Regions from separate parts of the Mus musculus genome. Here regions 1, 2 and 4 are each linked to region 3. The links are chromatin contacts, called in public HiChIP or PLAC-seq and Micro-C maps. All regions are on one chromosome and are shown on one strand. Each heading gives the region's core, a stretch centred on a gene start, on an enhancer-like site or on the middle of the called end of the contact. The rest is flanking DNA. Distances are from core to core; before and after follow the strand shown.

Region 1 (2,700 bases), core at 88-2,587, 440 kb after region 3:
TACTGAGCACACCTGTGCCCAGCAAAGTGTTGAGGCGACTCTGAGGCGAGATTCCCTTTCAATGCTTGGAAGCCAGGACATGGACACAGATTCCAACTCCATGTTATTGAAACTTCCCTCCCTCCTCTTTCCCACTCATCCCCTGTCCATGGGCTACGGGGCGCACAGTGCCAAGTCTCTCCGAGCTCCCACACCAACATCCAATGAACTATTGGACAGCTTTTTCTAAAACCTTTAATTCAAATGGGTGTTGAATGCAGTTGACAGCTTGACCATATGGAGACAGGTCCCCAAATGGAGTATCATAAGGTCCAAATGGCAAGAAACCCTCTGTTGGTCTCTGGTCAACTTCCTCCCTAAGACCTCTGGAATCCTTGTCCCTTGACCTGAATCCCTGACTCTGGAATCCTTGTCCTGAATCCCAGTTCCTCTCACATCGGGCAGAGGTATGTGAATCACTTCTGGGCCCACAGTTCAGCTTCCCAAAGCTCTTGCTAACCCCACTTCCTGTTCAGTGTCACCTTTGATTACACACTCCTCCCCCATCCCCTTCTTCGTTTCCTTTGTAGATTACAAAAATGGCCCCTCCAGCTCGAAGTGGTGGCTCCTGCCTTTAATTCCAGCATCCTCAGCTTTCAGGAGGCAGAGGCAGGTAGATCTCGAGAGGCAATCAGGCCAGACTCTGACATCCCATCCTGTGTGCTGGGCAGCACCCCAGCCTTCTCTGAACAGTGCCAGTAGCAGCTATTGATTCCATTTCTGATCTTTCAAGGAAAATAAAATTCCCCATCTAGGTATCTGACCTTACACATTCAGTAAGGAGGTAGGTTCCCGAGTGGAAAGCAGCTGGTGCTGCGCTCGCCCACGGGTTCCCACGGGTTCCCACGGGTGGTGTCCGAGTTGCCTCAGGTTATTGCAGTATTAATCTCAGTTACTTATGGACCCTCTTCCTACGACACAGTTATACACCTGTGGGGTATCAAGGAACAGGACCGTGCTTTTGGCGCATATGGTTTTTCATAGCGGTGTCCACTCTATTTTGGCGGGCTTGAGTCTCAGCTCCTTTGAGGAGGGGCTGGTTTTCTTACGCAGTGTCTGCTTATCTAAGCCGAGTCTTTCAGGTAGTTTCTGACCCCCGGGGTGTTTTCTAGGAGCCCCTTACTTCTTCACCGTTGCAGGCACTCTACACCCAAGACTACGGTACCTGATCTAACCTTTCTCCCTGCCTTCCAGCTCTTGGGTTTCTGCCGGCTAAGTCGATTTCCAGGCAGCGAGCTCAGCCTGACCCCGATCTTTGGGTTCCGTCCTCCCCCCAACCCCCTCCCCGACTCCCTGGCACTCTGGACCGCGACTCCCAGGGAAGACGCGGGCCGGCGCCGAGCTGGTCCAACTGGTTCTGAGCAGGAAGTCTCCCGCCCTCGCCCGGGGCAGCAGAGCAGCCCCGCGCTAGCCCCGGCGTGGGTGCAGCCCGCAGCTCGGTGCGACCGTCCCGCAGAGCGGCCGCGCGGGAGACCCGCCCCAGCGGTGATCAGCGCGGCTTTGTCTGGGACGCCCACACCTCAGAGGCCGCTCCTCCGGCCGGCGAATGGGAGCGCGGCGGCGCGGGGCCGAGCCGGGCTGAGATAAGCGGCCATGTGACCCTACCTGGCGCGGGGAGGGGCCGCAGGTGAGCGGCGGAGCAGGGAGCTCGGCACGCGGCGGCCGTGGGGCTCGGCAGCATGTCGGTCAGCAGAAAGGACTGGTCCGCGCTGTCCAGGTGAGTGCAGCCACAGGGGCCGGGTGGCCCGAGGCTGGGGGGTGGGAGCTGTGCCCCTTCGGATCTCCTCTCCCAGACACAGGCCTGCTCTCCGGACGAAGTGAGACACTGGTCTTGTTGCTTTTCGGTGGGGATAGAATTGAGACCAAACTCTGGTCCCCCTAGGTGACAGAGCGGGTGGTCTCCTTGCTCCTTCTCAGCTTCCTGTCCCCTTAGGTCTTAACCAGTACGTTTAGGGTAAGGCTTTTCCGCAGCCTGGACAGCCCAGGGTGCTACTGTCTGTGAGGGCAAGGGACCGTTTTAGGGGGCTGGGAAAATTCAAGAGTTACCCCAAGACTTATTCTTGAGCGGACCCTCAGCCTCTGCGCCTCTGTTAAGAGTTTTAGAATGGATCTGGGAAGTGTCCTTTAGCCCCACCTTATGGAGTCAACAGAACCCGGGTGTGTGAATAGAATCAGAGAAAGTAGCACCCCCACCCCATCCCAAAGAGAGGCTCAAATTCTGAGCACAACATTTGGAGTGGTATCTATGCCACTTGAGGTAAGATGTTATCCTTGTCTGCGCTACAATCTGTGTTTGTGAATCTCAATGGGTCAGAGAATATCTTTGCCATTTCTGCCTGCTGGACAGCCTATCAGGGTCAGAGAAGCCTAGGAGGGGTCAGTATCTAGGAGGCCGCCCCTCTCTTTGTGGCTCCTCTTGGAGCTGCCCCTCCCTCTCCAGAAGTGTTGGAATGAGCATCCGTTCTTCCAATTCCTCACACTGAGTCCCTAACTGGGAAGGCATCCTTTGTCCTAAAGGTAACAGAGGCTCCGGCCAGAGCCCTGTCCTTTCTATTCCTCAGGTTCCAGTCAGGGTAAAATTGGCCTCTTGGCTTCTCTCAAGTGGGCTTTCAGTCTTCAGGTCTTTTGTGGGGTCGGAGCTACGACTGCAGGTGCAGCCCA
Region 2 (2,700 bases), core at 51-2,550, 360 kb before region 3:
CCAGAGATCATTGCCCGGGCTTGAGGAAGGGAGGTGCTATTTTGTACAGGTTCCTGAACCCCCCCTCACTCTGGGTTCTGCTAAGATGTAGGCATCAAGTTCTCAGATATGGGCCCTTGAGGATGGAATCAGGGTTCCCAAACCATCCCTGTTTCAGTTAAGTATATATATAGTTGGGGCTTTGAATACTGTGGGTTTTCAGTCTGGCATAGCTGCCTGTGTTTCCCAAACTTGAAATTCTAGTGACGGACCAACGTACATTGGCACCTGGTTTCATGGAGAATTTTCCTGGAACCTTTTCTTTTCTTTTCTTTTCTTTTCTTTTCTTTTCTTTTCTTTTCTTTTCTTTTCTTTTCTTTTCTTTTCCTTTCTTTTTTTCAACCTAGATTTCTTTTAAATCCCAACCTATATACCTAGGGAGTCCTGGAACTGACCTGAGGGCCTAACGTGGAAAGAGGACCTGCTACTTTAGAGACAGATGGTTCGACCACCTCTGCTTTGGAGTTTCCCTTAAAGCGGTGGTCATCCTCACTGTGGGAGATCAAAGGCTTGTAGCTGCAGGACTAAGCAAGTCTGGTCTGCATAAAGCTCAGGCTTCCTGGCAATGGTTGGAATGGTGACGACCACACTGTGAGAAACATCCCCTCTGTGAATGCCGGACTCCTCAGAGCACAGCAAGGTTTGTTCTTCAGAGCTGTGTAATTCTGTCCATCAACAGAGGCCATAACAGAGCCCCACCCTAGACTCTGCTCAAAGCTCCTTTAGAATAAAGGTTGTGTGGTACACGACCTGTATGCCCCCTTTTCTGTTTTGTTTGAGACAAAGTTTCATGTAGCACAAGCTAGCCTTGAACTCCTGAGCTTCCTGCCTCTACCTTCTGAGTGCTGAGGTTCCAAGCATGTGCCACCACATCCATCTAGGGTAGCCTCCTGCTCCCAGAAGGGAGGGCGTGTACTTTTGCTGGCCCAGCCTACAGCAGCAGAACTGGCAGCCTGGTCCTCATCCATGAGAACTTTCAAGAAGCTGAGTTACACAGGTACATTTGGGGGGGCACACCTCTGCTGTGGTGGTATGAGAAGGATTGGCAGCATGGAAAGAGGGTGGCAGAGGACATGAGCTACGTTGTGTGTGCTGCATGTGCCTAGTTTGAGAGCCTGTGTGGCCACGCATGTCCATGCCCGCACCTGGCCCCTCCTCCCAGGTGGCAAAGCTGGGGGCTGCTCTCGCTCTGAAGAGCAGGCTGCAGAGAAGCCAAACCACAGCGTGAGCCAAACCACAGCCTGGGCTGTGGGGGTTTGATCTTCCCTCTGCTGCCAGAGATGAGAGAGGTCTAAGTGGCAGAGATTTACAGGGCCCGAGGGAGAAGTACCCTTCCAGCAAGAAGTACACATGAAAGCTCCCAAGTAATAGCCAAGGCTGCCGAGTACGCCAATTATGCAACAATTAAAAGACTTGCCTATCATTTCTTCCCCCTTTCATTCTCGCAGCCGCTCCTCCTCCTCCACATCTGCCTTCCCCTGCAGGCTCCCCAAGAAAACGCTCTGGGGAACAGAAGAGAAAGAACACACTCCCCCCCACCCCCGCTTTAATTGGAGATCAAAAGTTGGAAGAAGGGCTTGCTCTTCGAGGGTGGGGAGGAAATGGGGTGTCATGGAGATGAAGCCTCATACAGAGGGCTGAGGAAGAAAACAGGGAGGAGGGGAGGGTCCTATATATCTGCCAGACTCTGTAACAACTTTATACAACCCTGTGACATTATGTTATAGGTTAGAAAATTAAGACTCTTTGAAAGGCAAACGGCTGAGCTCAGACAGCTGGGAGAACCGGCAGTAAGGGCTCCGGGCTGCTTGGTGCCAAGGGAATAACCACTGGGCTTTTCTGCCTCCACACTGTAAAGGTTGGAGGACTTTTCCATGTTTCTTGGTCTTGGCTTTTCCATCTGCAAGGTGGGCATAGCCCAGGGGCCTTGTGTGTTGAGGCCAAGATAGATGAAAGAGACAGTGGGTGCTTAGCAGCGGCAGGACTGCTCTATAATTCAGCCAGCAGCCGCTGAGCCAAATGCCCTGCACAGCAAGACAGTGGCTAATTGAGAAAGAGTTAGGCAGTGTGCCCCAAAAGTGAAGAAACAGCTACTTGTTGGCTTTTTTGAGGTGCCAACTCACTCCATATCTGTGCCCCAATCCTCACCTGACTTCCCAGCAAAGCTAAACAGCCCCACATTCCAGGGTGGAGGTGCTCTCTCCCGCCGGCCCACTGTTAATTGCAATCCAATCTCAGCACCACCCAGGAGTTGGGCTTCTCTAGGGAGGCTCCAGAATCAGCACACAGTAGGTCCACTCAGTATACATTGGGCCAGGGGGGTAGGACAACCAGGGTCTCTCCTAAGGACTCCCATTGTCTCATTAACACTCTGATCTGCTCTGGGCACAGTTGGGAGGTCACCCTGGGAGAAGGATCACTCTGAGAGGAACTACGCAGCCTTCCTGGAAAGGAACTTTCTCTTATGGAGATTTAGAGGACTAGACTGGCCTGTTCTAACTGTGTAGTCATCAGTCACAGCTATGGAGGAGGAGCAGATAGTCTAAGCCTTGCACAGTAGTGGGAACAGATGGGAATGTTCCTGCATCCAGGCTGGGGCATGCTGCCCTGACACAGTGCTCCTTCATATACAGTTGGTCAAAGGGTCTGGATTCCAGGAGA
Region 3 (2,700 bases), core at 161-2,660:
CCCTTTAAAAAGTTTGAAACCACTAATTTGGGGGCTGGGAGTGTAGCTTAAAGTAGCATGTTGGCCTGTTTGAGGGCCTACCCTTAGCCCTGGGCTGGATGGGGGAAGGATTAGCAAAACTTTTAATTTTGGCAACTGTTTCTTTTCTTTTCTTTTCTTTTCTTTTCTTTTCTTTTCTTTTCTTTTCTTTTCTTTTCTTATTTGTTTGTTTATTTATTTATTTATTTATTTATTTGGTGGTGTTATCGTTTTTGAGATAGTCTCACTTTGTAGCCCAGGCTGGTCTGGAACTCTTTAGTGATGATCTTCCCGCCTCAGCCTTCTGAGTGCTGGGATTACAGGTGCGAGCCACCAGGCCGGGCTAGCAACTTCCATATTATTTTAAAAGGTAGCGGTACTCTATAGAGGGCAAGCGCCTTAGCTGGATCACAGTGCACCAGCCTGGAAACAAAACCCAAGTCTTCCTGCCCTCTCACCAGAGCGTCTACCAAGGCACTCTGCTGTTTGAATGTTAGTGTTAACTCAGCACACTCCCTCCCAGGACCTGTCAGGATCCAGAAAGCCCCTGGAAACAGCCCAGGCAAGCCCATGGTAACTAACACCAACCACCCAGCTCTGTCACCATTTGGAGTCCTGGTGACTCCTGCAGTTAAGAATGTGGAGGTGGGCACTGGAGCCAGCAGGAGGCCTCCGGAGAGGGGGTGGAGTGGGAGTCCGCAGCCCACCTGAAGGCCAGGCAGTGTTTCTGCTGTCTCTCGGTGATGAGTAAGGTCAGGTCCCTGCAGCAGTACCGCTGGTAGCAGGTCCCGCAGCAGAAGGTGAAGAACTCGCAGTCAAATCCCGGATGCCAGGAGCCATTCCGGTCCAGATACCACAAGCAGTCCTCACTCGCCAGCGCTGCGGGCAGGGGTGGAGGTGCCCAGTGGACACCAGTCCAATTCAGTTCTAGCCACCCTCAATCTCACTGCCTTGACAAGCTGAAAGCTCACTTTTGTTTCTACCCTAAGCTAGAAGTCCTAGAAGCCCCTTTCTCCCTGAAGCTGAACCCCGCGCCTGGGGGTCAGGTTCCCGCTGCCTGACCTCTCAGCGCCCTTTCTTTCCTGCTCCGGGAACAACCGCAAGCATCTGGGGGGCATGGACACCCGGAAGATAGCCTCTGAGGACATGGCTGGTCCCTTTCACCTCTCCCTGATCTCGCCCCACCCCACCCATCTCGTGTCGCTCTCCATCCCTTACCCAGAGGAGCCCCAAGCACCAGCAGGACGACGGCTGCGAGCGGCGCGGTCCCGCGGGGCCCCGCGGGCGGCATGGCGAGAGGGGGCTGGGCGCGGCCAGGACGGCCTGGAAAAGGGGCCGCAGGACAAAGCTGGACGAAGCCGGCCGGCGGGAGCTGCAGCACCGCCCAGCCCGCGGCCAGGCTCTGGCTCCTCTCCCGCCTTCTTGGGGCGGGACTAACGCCCCGCCTGCAGTAACCCTGCCAGGGCCCCGCCCAGGGGTCTGCCCACCAGCGACGCCCACCCAGCCTCAGCACCGGCCTGGTACCCCTCACCCCAAGACACAGCCCTGCTCTCTCTGTCCACAACAGTGTGGTGACTCCTTTAGTCTGAGCCCTTAAGGGCACAGCCAACAGCTGGTCACTGCGGTCAGGGAGGCCTGGCAGTACCCTGTGCCCGCCTCTCTCCTGAGACCAATCATTATCCCAGACCCCAGAAACACTGATCCTGGTGCCACCTCCTAATGAACAGCTCATGGGCCAACTCTGGAGGGGCAGGGCCGCACCTTCCCTTGTGTGGGACCTCCTCTGCTCTGGTGTCCAGTCTTGGACGTCCTGCAGGGGGAGGATGGGGCAGCGTCACCCTGCCCCCATTCCTAGAAACAGGCATCCATTGAGAGGAAGTTCAGAGAAGCTTTGTCCCCATCGGTGCCCACAGGGCCTGGGCCCTGGCAGCTGCACTGGCTCCTGAGATGGCCCCTTCTCCCTCTGAATGGACAGCTCCAACTATAGCCTCACTCCTCACCGGTAGGGGTGGCCGCCGCCACTTGAGACACAGCCAGTTAAACACTTTACAGTGGAAACTCTTTTTCTTCATGGAGCAAGCCTGCAAAAAATACTACATAAGCTATCAGGGTCAACAGTTAGTTACAGGTGGAAAGTCTCAAAGAAGAAAGTCAATGTACCTTTACCAACTCGTGTGGAGTTGATGCAGGACTCAGCGTCAGAGCCTGGGGCTCCAACGAGCCAGGTTTAGACAATTACCCTCAATAGACAATTAAAATAACCAAATTAATAGTGAAATGTATTCAATATGGCCACACTGGAAAGAGGGTCATGGAGATCTAGTGATTCCTTTCCATGCCCTAGTCCTGTGGGTCTCAGCCTTCCTACTGTGGCAACCCTTTGACACAGTTCCTCAAACTGTGGTGACTCCCAACCATAATATTATTTTCATTGCTACTTCATAATTGTAATTTTGCTACTGTTATGAATGTAATGTAAATATCTGTTTTCTGATGGTCTTGGGCAACCCTTGTGTGAAAGGGTGCTTCTAACCCCAAGAGGGGTCTCGGCACAAAGATCCTAGTCCATCTCAAGTAAGGGCAAAGCTTAAATAGAGAGTAAGATATTTGACTAAGTGGTCCAGGCAAGATGTGATTCCCCTGCCCATTACTGCCTTGGCTCCTAGTTGCTCCTGCAAGGTT
Region 4 (2,722 bases), core at 54-2,553, 300 kb after region 3:
TATGAGAGGGCCACAGGAAAACCATGTGGTCTCCATAGTGATGGACCATAGTGATGGAGAGGAAGTCTGGATTGATGGATCTGCAGACCAAGGGAGGCCAAGTGCTGGCAAACACTGGCAGTGAGAAGAGGCAAGAGGGACTCTTCGCTGTGGGTTTCATGGTATGAATGTGACACTACTGTTTTTTAAGGACTTATTTGTCATTGTATGTGTATGGGTGTTTTGCCTGCATGCATGTCTGTGTACCATGTTGATGCCCAGTGCCCACAAAGGCCAGAGGAGGATGTTGAATCCCCTGGAACAGGAGGTACAGACAGTTGTGAGCCATCATGTAGGTTCTGAAAATTGAATATGGGTTCTCTGAAAGAATAGCCAGTGGTCTCAACACTGAGCTAGCCCTCCAGCCCTTGCCCTACTGTTATCTTGATTTTAGACTTTCAGTTGCTAAAACCGTAAACAAATGAACTTCTTGGAGGAATCTTGTTGTTTGTTCAGTTTTCTGAGACACTATACAAAATAGCTTGTTTGTTTGTGTTTGAGGCAGTGTCTCACCACGTGACTCTGGCTGGCTTGGAACTCTCTATGTAGACCTGCCTCTGCTGGGATTAAAGAACGCACTACCGAAACTAGCTTTTTCTTTTTAGATTTACTTGTTGGGATTGGAGAGACATACATGTAAATAAAAGAGTTTAAAAAAATCAAAACTATTCAGTTATTTTATGTGTATGGCTGTTTTTCTGCATGTATGTATGTATGTATGTATGTAGTATGTATGTAGTATGTATGTATGTATGTATGTATGTATACCATCTGCCTGCCTGGGGGCCAGAGGAACACATTGGATTCTCTGAGACTAGAGTTACAAGTGGGTGCTGGGAACCAAACTCGGGTCCTTAGTAAGCAAAGCCAAAGTTCTTAACCACTGAGCCATCCCTCTTTCTAGCCCCGATGAGACGGGGCTTTTCTGTGTAGTCCAGGTTAGCCTCCAACTCTATCCTCCTGCCTCAGCCTCTGCATGTTGGGATTACAGGCATCACCATATACTGATGAGCTTCTGCCACCCAGTTTGTTACAGCGGCCACAGGACACCTGATATGACACCGGCTTGAGGGAGGAGGTCTCTAAGAGGAAAGAAGCTTACATGAGCTGCACCAAGGGGTACAGAGGGTTCCACTCCTAGGCCAGTGATCCTCTAAAAATACTGCTCCTGCTCTTGGCTCTCCAGCCATTGTGTATCTCCCACAGACCGCAATCGCTCCACCCTGCTGGGTGTTCCTTTGTGAAACCTTATCTGTCCTTCCTCTCCCAGCGGGGCTAAGCTCAGACCTTCCATAGCTGGAGTGTGGCAGTGGGTTTGTTGCCCCAGCTCCCCTTTTCCAGACCATTAGTCATCAACATTGCTTTATCAACGCTCCCTGTGAATCAGACTCATGCTGAGTGCTGGGTTCCCAACCGTGCACAGTCACACACAACCCCCAATCCCACCCCCGCCTGGGACAATACCCCTGTTAGCCGGCTGCCCCCCTCGGGGTCTCCACCCTCTCCGTCACCAACAGGACCCTGTTCTGCTCAGGCCCCTTTGTCTTTCACAGGCAGGGACAGACACACCTGCCTGTTGACACACACCAGTTCAATACAGACCAGTGAACTTGGAGAGAGCACACCACCCTCTACCGAGGAAGAGTCTGCACTGCACAGGGTGGAGGTGGCTGCAGTCTAGAACAGAATGGAAGGTCACCATAGGAACCAAAGATGGTCTAGAAACAAAGTCAACAAGGACACGTCTAGGACTCCTCTAAGGGTTGCCACAATTGCTTTTACTCTTCTCTCCTTTCACCCTCCCTGGGTTGGGTTGCACTGAGTTGCCCAGGCTGGCCTCAGACTGACAGTGGAGCCCAGGTTTGCCTGGAAGTTGTGATTACCTGACTTTACCCTCCCAAGTACAAAGACCATGCTCATCTCCCTACTGGTGTATCCGAGCCCTCGGAACCCCGATGGGTATCACAGTTGCCCGGTGGTGTAATTAAGGACCACAGCTTATAAGCTGTGGTCCTTTCATATCAGAAACGAAAAGACGCAAAGGGCTGAGTGTGTTCGATTATGTCAGCAATCCCAGAATGCACGGAGATAAGCAGGAGGATTGCTACAAGTCTGAGCCGAGGCTGGATCACACTGTGAGACTGTGCAGAAACAACACAAACAACACAACACAAACCAAATCCTACAGCTCAAGGAGGATGTGTCTATCAAACTTGGCAGAACCAAAAAATTTCTTTTACCTGTAAGTAATTTATGCTCGGCTAAAACATCAGACTCAAACTAGAACACATTCCACTATTCGTTCTTATAGAATTCATTATAGACAAAACTAATTTATGGCGATACACATCAGCTCTGTGACACAGCTGTGGGGGTTATCTACTGATGAAAAGGACGGGGACGGGGGATAGGCTCTTGGAACAGTTCTGTGTCGTCAAAAACACATCAAACCAGACACTTACGATCTGTTCACATGACTGTTGGTAAATTTTATTTTGATTTAAATGAAAATCATATACAACAAAAAAGAAAGAGGGCATTTCCTTTTTATTTGTAAGGAAGTCTAGATTTTCAGAAGACTGCAGGGGACTGCGGGATCCTATTTCCTTCTCTGAATCTCGCCAGGCCTATTTAGGACCCTGTCCAGGCTTAGTACAAAGATGCAGGTGGAAGAAAACAGAGC

Evidence for each region. Hi-C and Micro-C count contacts between places; a contact is called where the count stands out from the background. HiChIP or PLAC-seq counts read pairs in DNA pulled down with a chosen protein or histone mark.
Region 1: an HNF4G HiChIP or PLAC-seq map of pancreatic cancer cells shows a contact between it and region 3. The contact joins the promoter of Lad1 here to the promoter of Shisa4 in region 3.
Region 2: a contact with region 3 is called in a FOXA1 HiChIP or PLAC-seq map of pancreatic cancer cells. The contact joins the enhancer-like site here to the promoter of Shisa4 in region 3. A contact is called at or near these places in 4 of 39 promoter capture datasets (embryonic stem cells, hippocampal neurons, liver and 1 more), 1 of 484 Hi-C or Micro-C datasets (embryonic stem cells), 3 of 115 datasets of contacts at active chromatin or transcription factors (embryonic forebrain, embryonic stem cells and pancreatic cancer cells) and 3 of 9 other capture datasets (adipose tissue, embryonic stem cells and liver).
Region 4: a contact with region 3 is called in a Micro-C map of embryonic stem cells, with 2.2 times the contacts expected there. The contact joins the enhancer-like site here to the promoter of Shisa4 in region 3. A contact is called at or near these places in 16 of 39 promoter capture datasets (the 3T3-L1 cell line, 3T3-L1-derived adipocytes, HPC-7-derived erythroid cells and 10 more), 1 of 15 datasets of contacts at CTCF or cohesin (embryonic stem cells), 10 of 484 Hi-C or Micro-C datasets (the N1E-115 cell line, embryonic fibroblasts, embryonic stem cells and 2 more), 11 of 115 datasets of contacts at active chromatin or transcription factors (embryonic forebrain, embryonic midbrain, embryonic stem cells and 3 more) and 1 of 9 other capture datasets (embryonic stem cells).

What each region holds. Positions count from the first base shown.
Region 1 is chr1:135,817,261-135,819,960 of GRCm38.p6, forward strand. Lad1 (ladinin) reads left to right here and starts at 1,338. Exons shown (of 10, transcript NM_133664.3): 1 at 1,338-1,756. The coding sequence starts at 1,719.
Region 2 is chr1:135,017,896-135,020,595 of GRCm38.p6, forward strand. All of the region lies in intron 6 of Lgr6 (leucine-rich repeat-containing G protein-coupled receptor 6), which reads right to left. Among named protein-coding and RNA genes, the nearest start is that of Ube2t, 57 kb to the left of the region's middle. Within about 2 kb of position 1,301, at least 49 of the 459 cell types and tissues checked have an H3K27ac peak or open chromatin away from gene starts, as enhancers often do. A contact at or near this core is called in adipose tissue, hippocampal neurons and pancreatic cancer cells, where this site is marked.
Region 3 is chr1:135,373,653-135,376,352 of GRCm38.p6, forward strand. It overlaps Shisa4 (shisa family member 4), which reads right to left and starts at 1,411. Exons shown (of 5, transcript NM_175259.4): 1 at 1,237-1,411; 2 at 726-897. The coding sequence starts at 1,309.
Region 4 is chr1:135,674,323-135,677,044 of GRCm38.p6, forward strand. It overlaps a transcript of Nav1 not described here. Among named protein-coding and RNA genes, the nearest start is that of Gm32835, 12 kb to the right of the region's middle. Within about 2 kb of position 1,304, at least 57 of the 459 cell types and tissues checked have an H3K27ac peak or open chromatin away from gene starts, as enhancers often do. A contact at or near this core is called in embryonic stem cells, extraembryonic endoderm stem cells, liver and 2 more, where this site is marked.